Linked DNA regions of Mus musculus: region 2 is linked to region 1. A link is a contact called in public HiChIP or PLAC-seq data. All regions are on one chromosome and are shown on one strand. The core of a region is the stretch at or near the end of the contact, and the rest is flanking DNA. Distances in the headings are between cores, read along the strand shown.

What was found. HiChIP or PLAC-seq counts read pairs in DNA pulled down with a chosen protein or histone mark.
Region 2: a contact with region 1 is called in an H3K27ac HiChIP or PLAC-seq map of microglia, with 9 times the contacts expected there. The contact joins the promoter of Lrguk here to the enhancer-like site in region 1. A contact is called at or near these places in 1 of 39 promoter capture datasets (macrophages), 4 of 484 Hi-C or Micro-C datasets (the N1E-115 cell line, double positive thymocytes and embryonic fibroblasts), 3 of 115 datasets of contacts at active chromatin or transcription factors (embryonic midbrain, embryonic stem cells and microglia) and 1 of 9 other capture datasets (adipose tissue).

The regions. Positions count from the first base shown.
Region 1 is chr6:33,979,646-33,986,408 of GRCm38.p6, reverse strand. Gm13853 (predicted gene 13853) reads left to right here. Exons shown (of 6, transcript NR_168017.1): 3 at 2,736-2,824; 4 at 3,093-3,670; 5 at 3,833-4,111; 6 at 4,516-4,626. Among named protein-coding and RNA genes, the nearest start is that of Gm13853, 9.4 kb to the left of the region's middle. Within about 2 kb of position 3,493, at least 7 of the 459 cell types and tissues checked have an H3K27ac peak or open chromatin away from gene starts, as enhancers often do. A contact at or near this core is called in double positive thymocytes and microglia, where this site is marked.
Region 2 is chr6:34,026,536-34,033,298 of GRCm38.p6, reverse strand. Lrguk (leucine-rich repeats and guanylate kinase domain containing) reads right to left here and starts at 3,851. Exons shown (of 20, transcript NM_028886.1): 1 at 3,546-3,851. The coding sequence starts at 3,842. It overlaps Gm38786 (a long non-coding RNA gene), which reads left to right and starts at 3,575. Exons shown (of 4, transcript XR_868961.1): 1 at 3,575-3,659.

The DNA.
Region 1 (6,763 bases), core at 2,244-4,743:
GGGGGCGGGGGGCAGGTAGGCTCTGAGAATGTATAACCTCTCCTCACTTGTAGCTGGCTCTCTTTGCTTTCTGTGTGTGGTAGGAGATTGCTCAGCTTCCTGCTCTAGGCACATGCTGCCGTGCTCTCTCTGCCATGATAGACTGTTCCTCTCGAACCATCAACTCTTCCCCTGAGTCTCTGTTAGTCATTGTATTCTCTCGCAGAAATGGAGAAGCAGGCTAACACACCTGGGGAAGCTCCTTTGCTCCTTCGAGATACTCTCCTACACACCTTCTCTTAACCAACAAGTGATTACGTCCTGTCTATTTGATTCCCTGCCCACCCATGAATAATGCTCAACATAGTTCTTGGTCATCTACCTTGTGCCAGTGATTGAACTAAGATCTGAGCAATCAGAGAAGAAAAGAAAAGGCCCTACCCCCACAGGTAAGTTATGGAGAGTGTCGGAGGGTGTTGACTTTTTGGCCAACCTGTGCAGATCTTGTCTGCTAAACCTGGGATCTGAGGACCGGAACGAATGGGCAGACTACAGTCTGATGCTGTAGACAGCCTTACTTCAGTTTCAGTGTACTTTATACACAAATGTAACAAGAAAGCAATCATCCAAGTAAGGATGTTTGAGTTCAAAAAAAACACGATCAGAAAAGCAGGTAAATAAACAGCAGTAAGCACATACTAGATATTAACAGGGCAGCCCCTTCCCAAAACTTTCTTCCCTTTTCCTTTTTAAAGATGTATTTATTTTATGTATGTGAGTACACTGTATCTATATAGATGGTTGCATTTTTAGGACCTCTGCTAACTCTGGTCAACCCCCACATACTCAGTCCCTGCTCGCTCTGGCCCAAAGATTTATTTTTATTATTGTATATTATTAATATAATGTATAATATTATTATATTGTAGTTGACTTCAGACACACCAGAGAAGAGCATCAGATCTCATTATGGATGGTTGTGAGCCACCATGTGGTTGCTGGGACTTGAACTCAGGACCTTTGGAAGAGCAGTCAGTGCTCTTACCCGCTGAGCCATCTCACCAGCCCCTTCCAAGAATGTTCTTAGGACAGACCAATTTGAACACAATTGCCTGGCATGTGCTATTGATTACATATGGGAAAGCATGAAAGCAAGGAAGAAGGCCATATCAAGATTCAGGGCACACTAGCCAGATTGGGTTCCATAGCTCTGTTCTGACATCCACCAAGAATAAACATGTCTTACAAACCGAATGTAAATGTTTGTTGAAGGTTTTATAAAATCATGTCCAAGGACAATCCAGAGAATAAAATGCGCCTGAGGTAAAGGCCCTCTGCCTCTCCCCCCCAGAGCCTCTCCAGAGTTCTCCAAGGCACTGTTCACCAGGAGTCATTCTTCTGACTGTGTTCCAACAGATGGCAATGAAGTTGTGAAGAAAAAGTAAGGAGGAGTAAGATTTAAATACGGTTTAAATAGGTATCCAAATAAGGACTCCTTTAGAGGTGAAACCCAAGCAGAGAACAAAGACGGTGAAGGACTCATCATGCTTTGGAATGTTTCGTAAACGTGTCCACTTCTCCTCTCTTCTACACCCCATCTGTCTTAACCCTCATCCCTCTCGTCTTCTTGGTACCCACTTGCATTTCATTATGCAGTCTCCTACCCAGGCCATATTTCTAAGTCAGAATCATATACTCTGCTCTTGCTTACGGTCACTTAGTGGCTGCCCCACATTCCCCAGAGGACATGATTCAAATTCATTAATAATGACACCTACAGGCCCTTGTGTCTGTCTCCAACTTTATATCTTCCAAGTATCCAAGTACCCCAGCTAAGAACTCAACAATGACAAACCCCGAAGTTCAGAGTCTGGTTTTTCTCATTCCCCAAAGAAAACAAAGTGCCAGTGTTTTGTTTTGTTTTTATTTTAAGCTGTACTTTAGAGAACCTGGTACCCTTTAAAAGAGTCGTTCATTCAGAAAGGGCAGGCCTGTGACAGGTTAAAGCATTCTAATCAGGAAGCCAAGAGCTAATCAGGCAGATGAGCGACGTTTGTATCCTAACGAAGTGGGGATGGCCATGCATTATTAATAAACCGAGGGCTGGTGGCATGGCGTGTCTATTAATAGCACAAGCTAGATGGACCCCAGTCGTGTCATGATGAATGCAAAGCTCAGCACCTTTGGAAAGGGAACCTGTGTGTGGGAGAGGGGCTGGCACTGAAGTTAGCTGAACTGGTTCACAAGATCTTTTGGTCAGACTTCCAGATTTGACAGGGTAGGGATGTGTGCATGTGGGAGCACAGTGGGTTGGAAGAGCATCAGGCCACTGAGACCAAGTGCAGCCTTGTTTCTGGAGAAACCTGCCTTTGTCTTTGTGTTGTGAGGCAGGCTGGGACTGCAGCCTAGATCCTACTTTGCAAATCTGAGCAGTGGTTTCCAAGGGCACGTGGAGGGATCAGTGCAAATGCGTGCAGGCCCATACTTAGGAAGGTAACAATTAGGAGATGTCCCATTTGGGGAACTAGAGGAACTATGGGGTAGGATACTAATGAGAGGCCCATCAGCCCAAAATGGCAGCTCCCTGAGAGAAGGCCAGACTCCAGAGGGACTTCCAGCACTCTCTACTGGAGTAGACATGGATGGCTTCTCCAGGATCAACATTAGAACAGTATCAAGGAATGTAAGATTATAGGTGAGTATGAAGTGTGTTTTAAGGTACAAGGTTTTCCAGGCTGTTCCTTTTCTTTGTTTAGGAATGAAGTTAAAATAAATGAATTCACTGCTTGAAAGTGATGGTGTTACCCTGCAGGACAATCAGTCTAGAGCCTGATCTGACAAGAAGGTGGGTCTGAGCCTGCTGACAGAATACCTTTTCATTTGCTTTGGAGTAAACGTTCCAGTAGTGTGATGGTCACAGAGTGGGGACAGCCTGGAGACTTCCCAAGCTTGCAGAGCTTGTTGAAAGGTGACCCGTGTACTTGCTGGCTAACATGTTGTCTGTGGATTGCTTGCTTTGTAGCTTACTAGCTGCTGGCAAAGTTGCAGAGAGGGGAGGGGAGGGGAGGGAGAGGAGAGGAGAGGAGAGGGATTTTTTTCCACTTACTCTCCAGGCAGAAGATTGGTGCTGATGCTGAGCCGCCTGAGGATGCTGCAATTCTATAGGACAGTCCTTCCTGGAGGCTTGGCTATGGAACAAATCAGACGCGCACATCCCCTCTGAACTCTGAGTGGGGTCCGGGACAGTGAGCGGCCATCTTGAGTGTCTGCTGTATCCAGAAACTATGGAAGTGGAAAATACCTGACCGTCTTGACAGTTCTACAAGTGCAATCCCTAACATTGTCTATCACGCCTGCACAGACACGTGTCTATTGTAGAATCACAAAGGAGCCAGCCACAGCCCTTTCAGTTCCAAAAGGCTGACCACCCGGAGCTTTCTTCTTATAGCTGGTCGAGCTAGCAGCCCTTTGGCTCACACCTTCTCACTTATGAGTGGTGAGCTAAGATGTGTTTAAACTGCAGTAACATTTACTCCCACCGGAACAGCAGAGAAGGAAGTCGCACGCAGCTGTTGGGGAGGAGGGTCGAAAACAGGAAGATGGCGTTTTCTCCCAGTACTTTCATGGTTGATGAATGAGATCTGGGTTTCAGAGGATAAAAATCTCAATTCTGAGGAATTGGTATTGCATGGTGAGTAATGGAGACCTGTAATACAAAAAAGGGGGCTGGTTCCTCCAGATTAGAGCGTAGGGGCAGAGATGTATGGTCTCCTGTTGGGGCCTTCAGGCTTCAGCTGTAATTACTTATTATAGATAGCAAGTTTTAAAAATTATATATTGGATTTTTTTCTAGGATATTTCTCATGAATAATTCAAATACTGACCTCAGACCTGTGTATATGGACGTACAAACACTAAGGGAGCTAAAAATAAAACAAAGAAGCAGAGAAAGAAAAGGCGTGTTAACCGCGGCGATCCAGCATCAGTGTTCGTGATGGTTAACTGAAGGGCCCGGATAGCTGATAAACATGGTCTCTGGGTCCATCTGGAGATGAGCAGTGACCAAATCACAGCACAGAGAAGATCTGCCTTCCGGAGGGCACCGCCCAATCTGTTGAACGGGGCTGTGAGGGTAAATTCTCTGTCTAATCTCCTGCTCTTAGGCAATGAGCTCCTGGCTGTTGTTGTTGTTGTTATTATTATTATTACTCCATGGCATAAGTCAGAGCCCACTACCCTTGCCTGGGCAGAGCAGCATTGATCCCGTAGTTCTCAGGTATTCACATTTAAGCCTGTTCTTACAAGAAAATTCCCATCTCTCCCCTTTCTCATTTAAAAAAAAAAAAAAAAAAAAAGCATGTTTTTTTTCTTTAGTGTAGGCTGCTCTGGAAGATGTTCTGTAGCTCAGGCTAGACTTGAATTTATGATTCGCCTTCTATCTCAGCCTCCTGAGGGCCAGGATTACAAACATGAGCCACGATGCTTGGTTTGTGCCTTTATCTGTTCTCAACTATTTGCCTTTCTGCTTCCCACCAGGCGGCAATGGGACAAGGTGACCTTTGCCAGATGTCAGCGACTTGGTTTTGACCTTTTCTGCTGCCCAAATTGTGAGACGCACATTATTAAAAAAAAAAAAAAAAGACCTTTTTATCTATTTTTTAAATGAATTTCACATCATACACCCCAGTCCCACTCATCTCCCCCCTATATCTCTCTCTGTGTGTGTACGGGCACGCTCCAGTGCTGTGGTAATTGTTTGCTGAAAATAGCTGACAGATTGAAAATAAACTTAAGCAGAACAAACACCATAAATATTGCGAGCAACATGTGGATATAGGTTGGTTAACATCTGGATGGTGCTTTTGACTGCTATCTGGGTTAATAATGTCACTCTCCCCCTTATAAAACTCTGTTTAATATCTTTTTAGGAAAGAATTTCTTATTCGTTTCCACCACTGTGTTTTCTGTGCTGTTCAGTAAACACACAGCAAAGCCCTCTGTTAGGGACAGACCGCAAACACACAGCCACAGAGGGGAGAGAAGAAACAGGGAGAGAAGTGGAGAATCCCAACATGGGTTCCATCTTTGTCTAATCTACGTTACAAGGAAGACTCTTTTTTTATTCCTCGGTGTGACACTGTCTTGGACTTAGACCCAAAGGCGTAGCTCCTTCTTCGGACACATCTGAAGATTGCTTGGGGATTGCTCTGGAAATCCAGGCGCCCCTCACTTCCTGTGGGAAGTTAACAAACATCTCTTCTCAGTGCAGAAAAGGGGTGGGGCGAGCAGGGGAAGAGAGGGAGGGGCGAGCCTGCGGAAAGAGCTTACCTTAATTTGGAGAACTTCCCTCAGCTCTTTATTTTTATGAAGGGTTTGGGCCAAGAGGAAGCGCCCTTGACTTGCCAGCAGCAGAAAGGGAAAAGATATCGTCCGTGAAGGAGAGAAGGCAGAGCTGACCAGTGAGGTGTGTTGATTCCTGAGGCTGAGGAAGCCGTGGAAGCCATGTTCTTCCGTCTGGGCCTGGTTCACAGTAGGGTCCGTGGGGGCTAGATACTGGGACCTGGAGGTTGCAGATGACATTGGGACACTAGAGAGGACCTCCAGCATCACAGGACAGGGGACAGATGAGGAGGCATGGATGACTTTGCCTTCATCCTTCTTGATCCTCTTCTGCAACACGAGGAAGGAGAGGAAGGAAAGCAAGCCTCCCAGGCCGCAGAGGAAGCCACAGAGACTTCGCTTGGATTTCTGCTGACAATGCTAAGTAGGAGCACAGAGCGTGGAGATAGATCTGATTTAGGGAAATTAAAAACACCAAAGAATGTGACATTTTCCCCATCCCAATTTCACAGAGCAGCCTGAGAACTTGTTAGCTATCCCGATCAGACTTTCCTCAGCATAGATGGGACAAGCAACCCAACCTCCATGCACAGGCAGGAAGCCATTCAGCCTGCCAAGGCCTGGTCCCTCCAGGGCAGTGAGGCCCAGAGAGTTAGAGATGCAAAGGAATACAATGGCAGGCAATGCAGTGCCAACTCTCACTAACCAAGGAGGAACAAACAAGGAACGAGTCCCCTAAAGCACTTGTCCTGTCTGGAGGAAGGGTGGGTTGAACCAATCACATAACAAAGATTAGGACATTCTGTGGGTCTTCCAGTTGTCTGGCAGCTTCAGGCTTGGAGACACAACAGGGGTTTGAGGGCCCTCCGCCTTTTTAACTGGAAGTTCTTAGCCAACTCTTCTCAGTTGTGTCCAAGGCTTCTCAAAGAAAATAATATGGTAGTAACAATATCCTCTCTCTCTCTTTCTCTCTCTCTCTCTCTCTCTCTCTCTCTCTCTCTCTCTCTCTCTCTCACAATGTATCAATTACATGTCTGGCAGTGAACACTTCATATGCTTTGTACAGCATTGTTGACAAGGAATGTTCCATCCCATATGTACCAGCTACATTCCAAAATATCATCTACCAAAGTTCAAGTTTTGGAAATAGGTCATTGGCTCACTTATCGAGCAAAGGTGAGGGCGTCCTAACAGGAGTGTGGGTGATTCAAAAATCAGCGGCACCACTGGAAAGTCTCAGCCTAGCGTGAGCGATGACTTCTCCACAGCTGCGCAGGGCAATGCCTGCCCCTTCAGTTAACGCCCGTACACTGTGTACTCTACCACCGCCAGAGACCACGAGGCCACATGCAATTAGAGCAGAATTACACACAGTCCACAGAGGTATAGGAAGGAGTGGCTGGGCTCTCCTGGGATGGTCCAACGACAGTCCACCTTTCCTTAT
Region 2 (6,763 bases), core at 2,602-5,101, 47 kb before region 1:
GGTCACCTGACTGCACAGGACACCATTTCCTTACTTATTCAGGAAGGCCTGTTGGTCACCACAGCTGTGGATATCGAGTGGGTAAAACTGCCAGCGTTCTCTCAGATTCCGAAGCCAAGGCTCCACACTCGAGGTTCCTGGAAGACGTTATCAGACCTTTCTGCCAATGGGCAAACAGGCCTCTTCCCATTTGACCTATTGGCAGAATAACCCAGCTCCTTGTTCTGGAGATGTCCTTGCCCCAGCGGAGCGTGATCATACAGCTAGCATGTAGCTCTTCTTCTCCTACACCTCTGGATTGGTCCCTTCTCACACTCGTCTTCACCTGCACATCAGCGAAGAATCTGTTTTCCTATACTGCTGTCCTTCCCACCTCCCCTCCTCTCCCTGGCTTTTCCTTCCTTCCTGGCCTATTTCACAGACCTAGAGCTATGAACTCCACAGCTTCTGCCTCTGAGATCCCTCCTCCCTGATTTTCAGTCATATGATTCTTAAACCCAATTCCTTAATATATAGTAACGTCTGTCTCTGATTCCCTTTGCCATGACCCAGTATCCCCCACTGTCCTGTCTCACAGTGACAATGAGGTCTCTGACACCCAATTGGTGATGGTTTCATCGTAAGTGTTTTATCTTTAACCTACTTTATGTTCCAAGCACTCCCTTAGTCCGGAATCTCCCCGCTCCCCTATAGATACTGCTAGAATACATACCACCCTATCACCTAAATTTACCTGGTCATCAGAGAACTGCTTACAGTATCAAGTGAGTGTCTGTGCACAGCCCAGAGCCTAGCCCTACCCCAGCTTCAGCTGCTTGTTCCGCTCTTACGTTTTAACTCCCAAGTGCAGCTGATCCTGTCTCTGTGTATGAAACTCCAGGTGCTGCTTGCTGTGACATACCCATGTGTCACTCTGAGAGCATGGACCCTGCATGTCTTCCGTCACATCTCAGTCACAGCGTCGTCTTCTATTTTAACTGCCATCACTTACTTATTCCATCTGTAACTTCTGAGTGCCTACTCTATCCAGCAGATGAAAACTTTACGGTAGTCTCTTACTAAATTTGGAGTCTGTAACTATCCCAGTGAATAGGCACTGTGGCTCACATTGAGTGACTGGTACTGGCAATGGGAAGTTTTCACGCACCAAATGTTGGGTCGAGACGCGGTCAAAGAGTGTTTCCTGTTTCCTATTAAGCAATTGCTTGGTAAATGTTCGTTCCATAGGGCTAAAACCACTTTAACAAGCTACAGGTAGCAATTAGAAATGTCTGAATTACTGTTTTTAGTATCAGGACTCTACTATGCTAAGTGTTTGGGATTTTTACTACACTTTCTATTTGTATGTGTATTGTGTACATGCACACATGCCACAGCACACATGTGGACGTCATAGGACCACGTTGGAGAGTCAAGTCTCTTCTTCCACTATGTGGGTCAAGGGGGTTGAACTCAGGTCATCAAGCTTGGCAGCGAATGTCTTTACATGAGAAGCTATCTCACCGGCCCGATGCTAAGCATTTTACATATAGGATAGCATTTAGTTATCCACGAGACAGAGGGGACTCTCAAGCACATTATAAGCTAAATCACTTATTCAGAATCTTGGTACTAACCAAAGGCTAGCCCACATCCCAGCCACAAGCCTTTCATCACAAAGGCTGTGCTCCAAACAGCCAGTCTCAGCCGCTTCCCTTAAAGTCATCAGGGCTTCTGCAGTCTGAAGCAGGCTGCACTGATGAATATGGCCACCACGTGATTACTTGGAATCAGGGTGAGAAACGGGAAATCAACCACTCAACAAGAACGTATACTTCACAACTTTTCAGCTCATTCCACATTTTAAAATGCAATACCGTGAAAAGTCAGTATCAGTATTTAGAATATAACTGGAGGAAATAATAAACTTTTTCTCAACATAGTCTCCAAACCAGAAAGGGGTAGCCAGTTGGATGGACCCCTTCTAACGGCTTGTTAATGGCATCCTGAAGACAGATTAATGATGGCGCTAATGAACTCATATCCAAGGAGCCTGTGCTAATTAGAATCATAAGTAATGCTGGTGGTTCATTTGTGAATTCCTCTGGGGTGGAAGATGGTGGAAACCACACAAACATTTCGAAGGAGCACAAACACAGCTACGGTTTGTCGTAGTCTCAGCTGAAGGTGGAAAATTAACCAACAAAGGGAGAATAAAATAAATGATGGCCTTTTTGGTTGTTTGTTATCATTATCTTCATCATCATCACCAGCATCACCATCATCATCATCATCATCGTTATTGTTAAGGCACGGTCTCACTGTGTGGTTCTATCAGTGTTTCTAGCTAATCAGAAACTGGGTGTGTAGACCAGGCTAACCTCTAACTCACGACAATCACCCTATCTCTGCCTCTCAGTGCCGGGTGAGAATGGCAAGAACGCCATTGCCAGCACACTGCTATAGCCAACTTCAAGCAACGTTAGAATGCAACCAGCCCAGGAAGAAAGATGTAGACTAGGAAAAACAAAAAGAGGGATGAGGGGGGAAATAGGCCAAATATTCCAAGTGCAGGAAAGGGCATTAGAGACAAGAGCCCAGGGAAAGGAGGGCAGAAGTGGAGTAACGGGAGGTCAGAGGCAGGAAGGACAAGAAAGAAGGCAAACCAGGAGCCATGTTTGACAGGGGGAGAAAGGTGGCTTGTGAAGAAGCTGAGGGAAAAGAAGGGGGAGCAGCGAAAAAAGGCAAGAAGTGAAATCAAGAAAGATGTTGGTTCTGAGTAGCTATGACAGAGAGAAAAGCCTAACTGGGTATGAGAGGGAAACAGATCAACCTACGATTTTGAAAAAGCACAATAAATAGAAGCCAATACTAGGAGTAAGGGAATGCAAGGTGGAAGGAAGCGAAGGGATGAGGAAGGACAGTCGGTGTGTGGGAATACAGTCAAGTGGGGAAGGGAAGTGGAATCAGGAGATTAGGAAAATAGTTAAGAGCGTTGGGAACGCTCCCCATAAGCCAAACTCTGCCAACTAGGGGTGAGCTGGCTCTCTCTGATCATGCTGTGGCTCCCTTCTAACCAGAAAGAGTGGGAGTGCTTAAATAGGCACACAAATACCCCGAGCAGAAGTAACATATAAAACGTATACATTATTTCGTCTTCAGCAGAGCATTGGGATTTTTTTTTAAACCACCCTGGAGGAAGGAAGAAGATGAATGGCCCGCATAATTTTGTCAATGCGTAATTTTGAAAGCATTAAACCCATACTGGTACACTGATTTTTTTCCCCCCGTTATAACAGTGTGTAATCTGACAGATAAGAAACTAGGAAAAGAAAGTAAATATTTGGAGGGTTTCACCCCCTTTCTCCAAGACAGGAGGTGAAGCACACGAGAAATGGGGGAATAAAAATAAGCAGCAAAGAAAAGCCCTTGCCCTCTGGCTAGAGTGGAGTGGGCTGAGCCCAGGGCTAGAGAAGGCAGAAGCAAGCTGCCGCTGAGGCAGCCAGGTTGAGCGGCTGGAGGATGCCTGAGACTGGGGTGCGGGTTGGGGAGGGGGGGAGGCACACCTCCAAATTCTGCATTTCGGACTCCTCTGACTCTTCAGATTCTCCGTCCTCCTGTTGCTTCTCTTCTTGCTCCGCTTCTGCCTCATGAGAGCGGTGGATGAGCTGGTGGAGGAGGTAAGAGGAGGCGCTTCTGAAAGTCCCTTTTGACTTCAGACCCAGGGGGAAAGAAGGCCAACGGCCCTGACTTTGTTTTTCTGTGAGCGACAGTATCGCCTGGGCTGCAATGCGAGAGGCGCCCAAACCCCGCCTGAAACGGGTGCCTTTCCATCTCGAGGGATTTCGCTCGAAGGCCGCCATCTTGTTTATACGCGTTGCCTAGGAGACTGACGTCATGGCCCGCGGCGCTGCAAGGAACTCTGGGGGGCTGTAGTCCAAGCTTCCGTACTTGCACATTCTGTCAAGGTCTCCATTGGCGTTCACTTTTGCAGCGTTCTGCTGCTTCTTTTATTTTCCTCTTTACGTTCAGTGGCTAGTGTTGTTCCTTTTTGCATGTACTTTTAATCCCTTTTCTCCACCCACTTTCTTTGTCTTCTTGCTGCCTGTCCTTCTTTGAGCTTGTTCACCTCACATTTGATAACATTCACACAAGCATCTCCAGTCTGGCTTCATTCACACCATCGAACTTTGGAAGCATTTGACATCCCTAATTCTGTCGGTCGGAAAGCTAGTAAAGATGAAATTTAACACTATGCACAGCGCCGTGGGAGGAGATGAGGCCGTGACATAGAAGATTGAAAAGACCTGACTCCTCTCCTTTTCCTTTCATTGTAGATAATGAAGAGAAACTACCAAAGGATTTTAAGAGCTCATTTGTAGTTAATTTACATACCTGTCCAACTCTGAGTCTGGTCCTTGGGAAGAAAAAAGCTAGCAGTGGGACCAGAGGGGCAGATTGGGGAAGGGAAGGAAGGGAAAGGGAGGAGAGAAAAGGAAAATAAATCAAACTAATTGTAGTGTATCTGAACCCCTGTGAAGAGGTTAGTATTCCATCAATAATTAGTCAAGTGACCTGCATCTGTAATTATTTTCATCCTGCTGAATAGTTTTATCAAATGTTCTTCTTGAAGGATTAGAAAAGGCATGGCATTCTGCTAGTGTGATTTTATGAAACCCAAATCCTATAGCCTTAAGCTCCACAAAATAGACATGCTATAGAAAAACAGAACGAGAACTGTAGCAACTATTATTGCCATAGCAATGACAACAGAGATCCTGACAGGGAAGTTGTCTTCATCCTCTGGCCTTACTGGGCCATTTCTCCATGCTTCAGTGACAGCCATTACAAATACAAAATGATCCTATCAATGGCTGTCAGGGGAAAAGGAGAAAAAATTCTTATGGACACCATCCATTGACTATTATCTTTCTTAGTGCTTGAGGGACCATTAAAACTGACATAAAGCTTTCAGAATTACCTTCCTTCATTATCTTGCGGCTCGTAACTGGAAAGGGCGCAATGAAAGTATCTCTCTGCTAGGTTTGCCTTGCCTGTTATTTCTTTTCCTAGTGGGTACCGATTTTGACAAGGGATTTCTCTCCAACCTCATTGCCTTAGGGTCTGGATCCACCTAACTAAGAAGACTAGAGTGTTCGCTCTGCTCTTGCAGAAATTATAAAAACGCAAACCCTATGTGTGTCTTCAATAACTTAATCAGCATTTGTAGCAGAGGGAACTTTGCTAACGGCAATCTACTGAGAAAAATGTTTGATGGTAGAGTTAGGATCTGTCAAAGAATAATTTCAAAACATGAAAAACATGTTTGCCCTACAAGGACTAGAATGAAACAGGCTGGGGAGAGTTTATTTGTTGGAGTTGGTCTCGTGAACTGTGCATTCAGATGCTTGTTCTGTGTCCCAAGGTCACATTTCAGTCTAGACGTGGGCATTGTATTGACCAATGTGCTATAAAGAATTCTCCCCAATCTCTGCTTGGACAATAAAAGGCTAGAGCCCAAGACTGGGAAGGAGAGAGAGGAAGGCAGAACTTGAAATGGAGTAGGGGGTCTTAGGTAGGGACTACAAGGAGAAGGAAAAAGGTAAAGGAAGAAGGAGGACTCCATGAGGCAGGATGGCCCATGATCATGTGGCCAAGAGAAGCTCACCCTGAGGCCACACATGAAACAAAACAAGACTCAGTTGGCAAGCAGTGGGTATATTCATCTGGTTATTAATAGCCTCATTGGGTTGTCATAGTGTCAGAACCTGCCCAGTTTAGGTTTGTAGCTTGTTAATGAATTCTGATGTCTTTGTGTTGTTTACTCAGGAGCTAAATGGGAAGGAGTGTGGCAGAAACAATAAATGACATCAGTAATTATTCAAGTCAATCAGAGTTAAAGATGGCAACCATATTCAGAATCCACAAGATAAGGAATTGTGACATAGACTTGCTAAGTTAGAGACTGTTCGAAGTAACTTTGAGGTCCCAAAGACAGAGCCCACCACTCCATCTGAAGCGTCTCAACAAAGCAAAATGTTACTCTTTTTCAGGAGGATGATTTAGAGAGAATGAAGGCACAGAGACAGGAAGTCCACTTGATGGTGGCAACTGTCTTTTTTCCACTGGCTGGAGTCTGACTTCAGGCTCTCAAGATTGGATAGTTTTTTAAAATCAAAGCTAGAGAAATGAAGGTGAAAGGAAGTCAATGACTTTAATCTGAGAATGTAGCAGGGGCTTACTGGGTTGGTGCTATTAAAACGTTTATGTAAAAGTCTTACTGGGTTGGAGAGATAAAAGATCTGAATTCCTTGTCCTAAACACAGGTTTTATAGTTGTAAAGGAGCTGGTAGAGAAGGCTGATATTTAATATTCCTTTCAGAGACAAAACAGGCTAATTTACTACAACATATTAAGACCTAACGATTGGCTTATGATACTGATGTGTATTTGGCCTTTTTATCTCCATACCTACCTTTACTTTCACTTGATGGGTCGGTCCACTGAAGCTCCAGGGAGGTCAACAATTGGCCTAAGGCAGGATGGGGGTCGGGAACAGTGCAAGACACCTAATGTAGACTGAGCAGCACTGCCAAAGCTACAACTTTTTCAGAAAGAAAGAAAGAGATAGAGAGAAAAAGAATGAAGAAAAAGAGGGAGGGAGGGGGAGAGAGAGAAAGAAAGAGAATAAGGAAGGAAAGGGAGAGAAAGAAAGAAAGAAAGAAAGAAAGAAAGAAAGAAAGAAAGAAAGAAAGAGAAAGAAGGAAGGAAAGAAAGAAAGAAA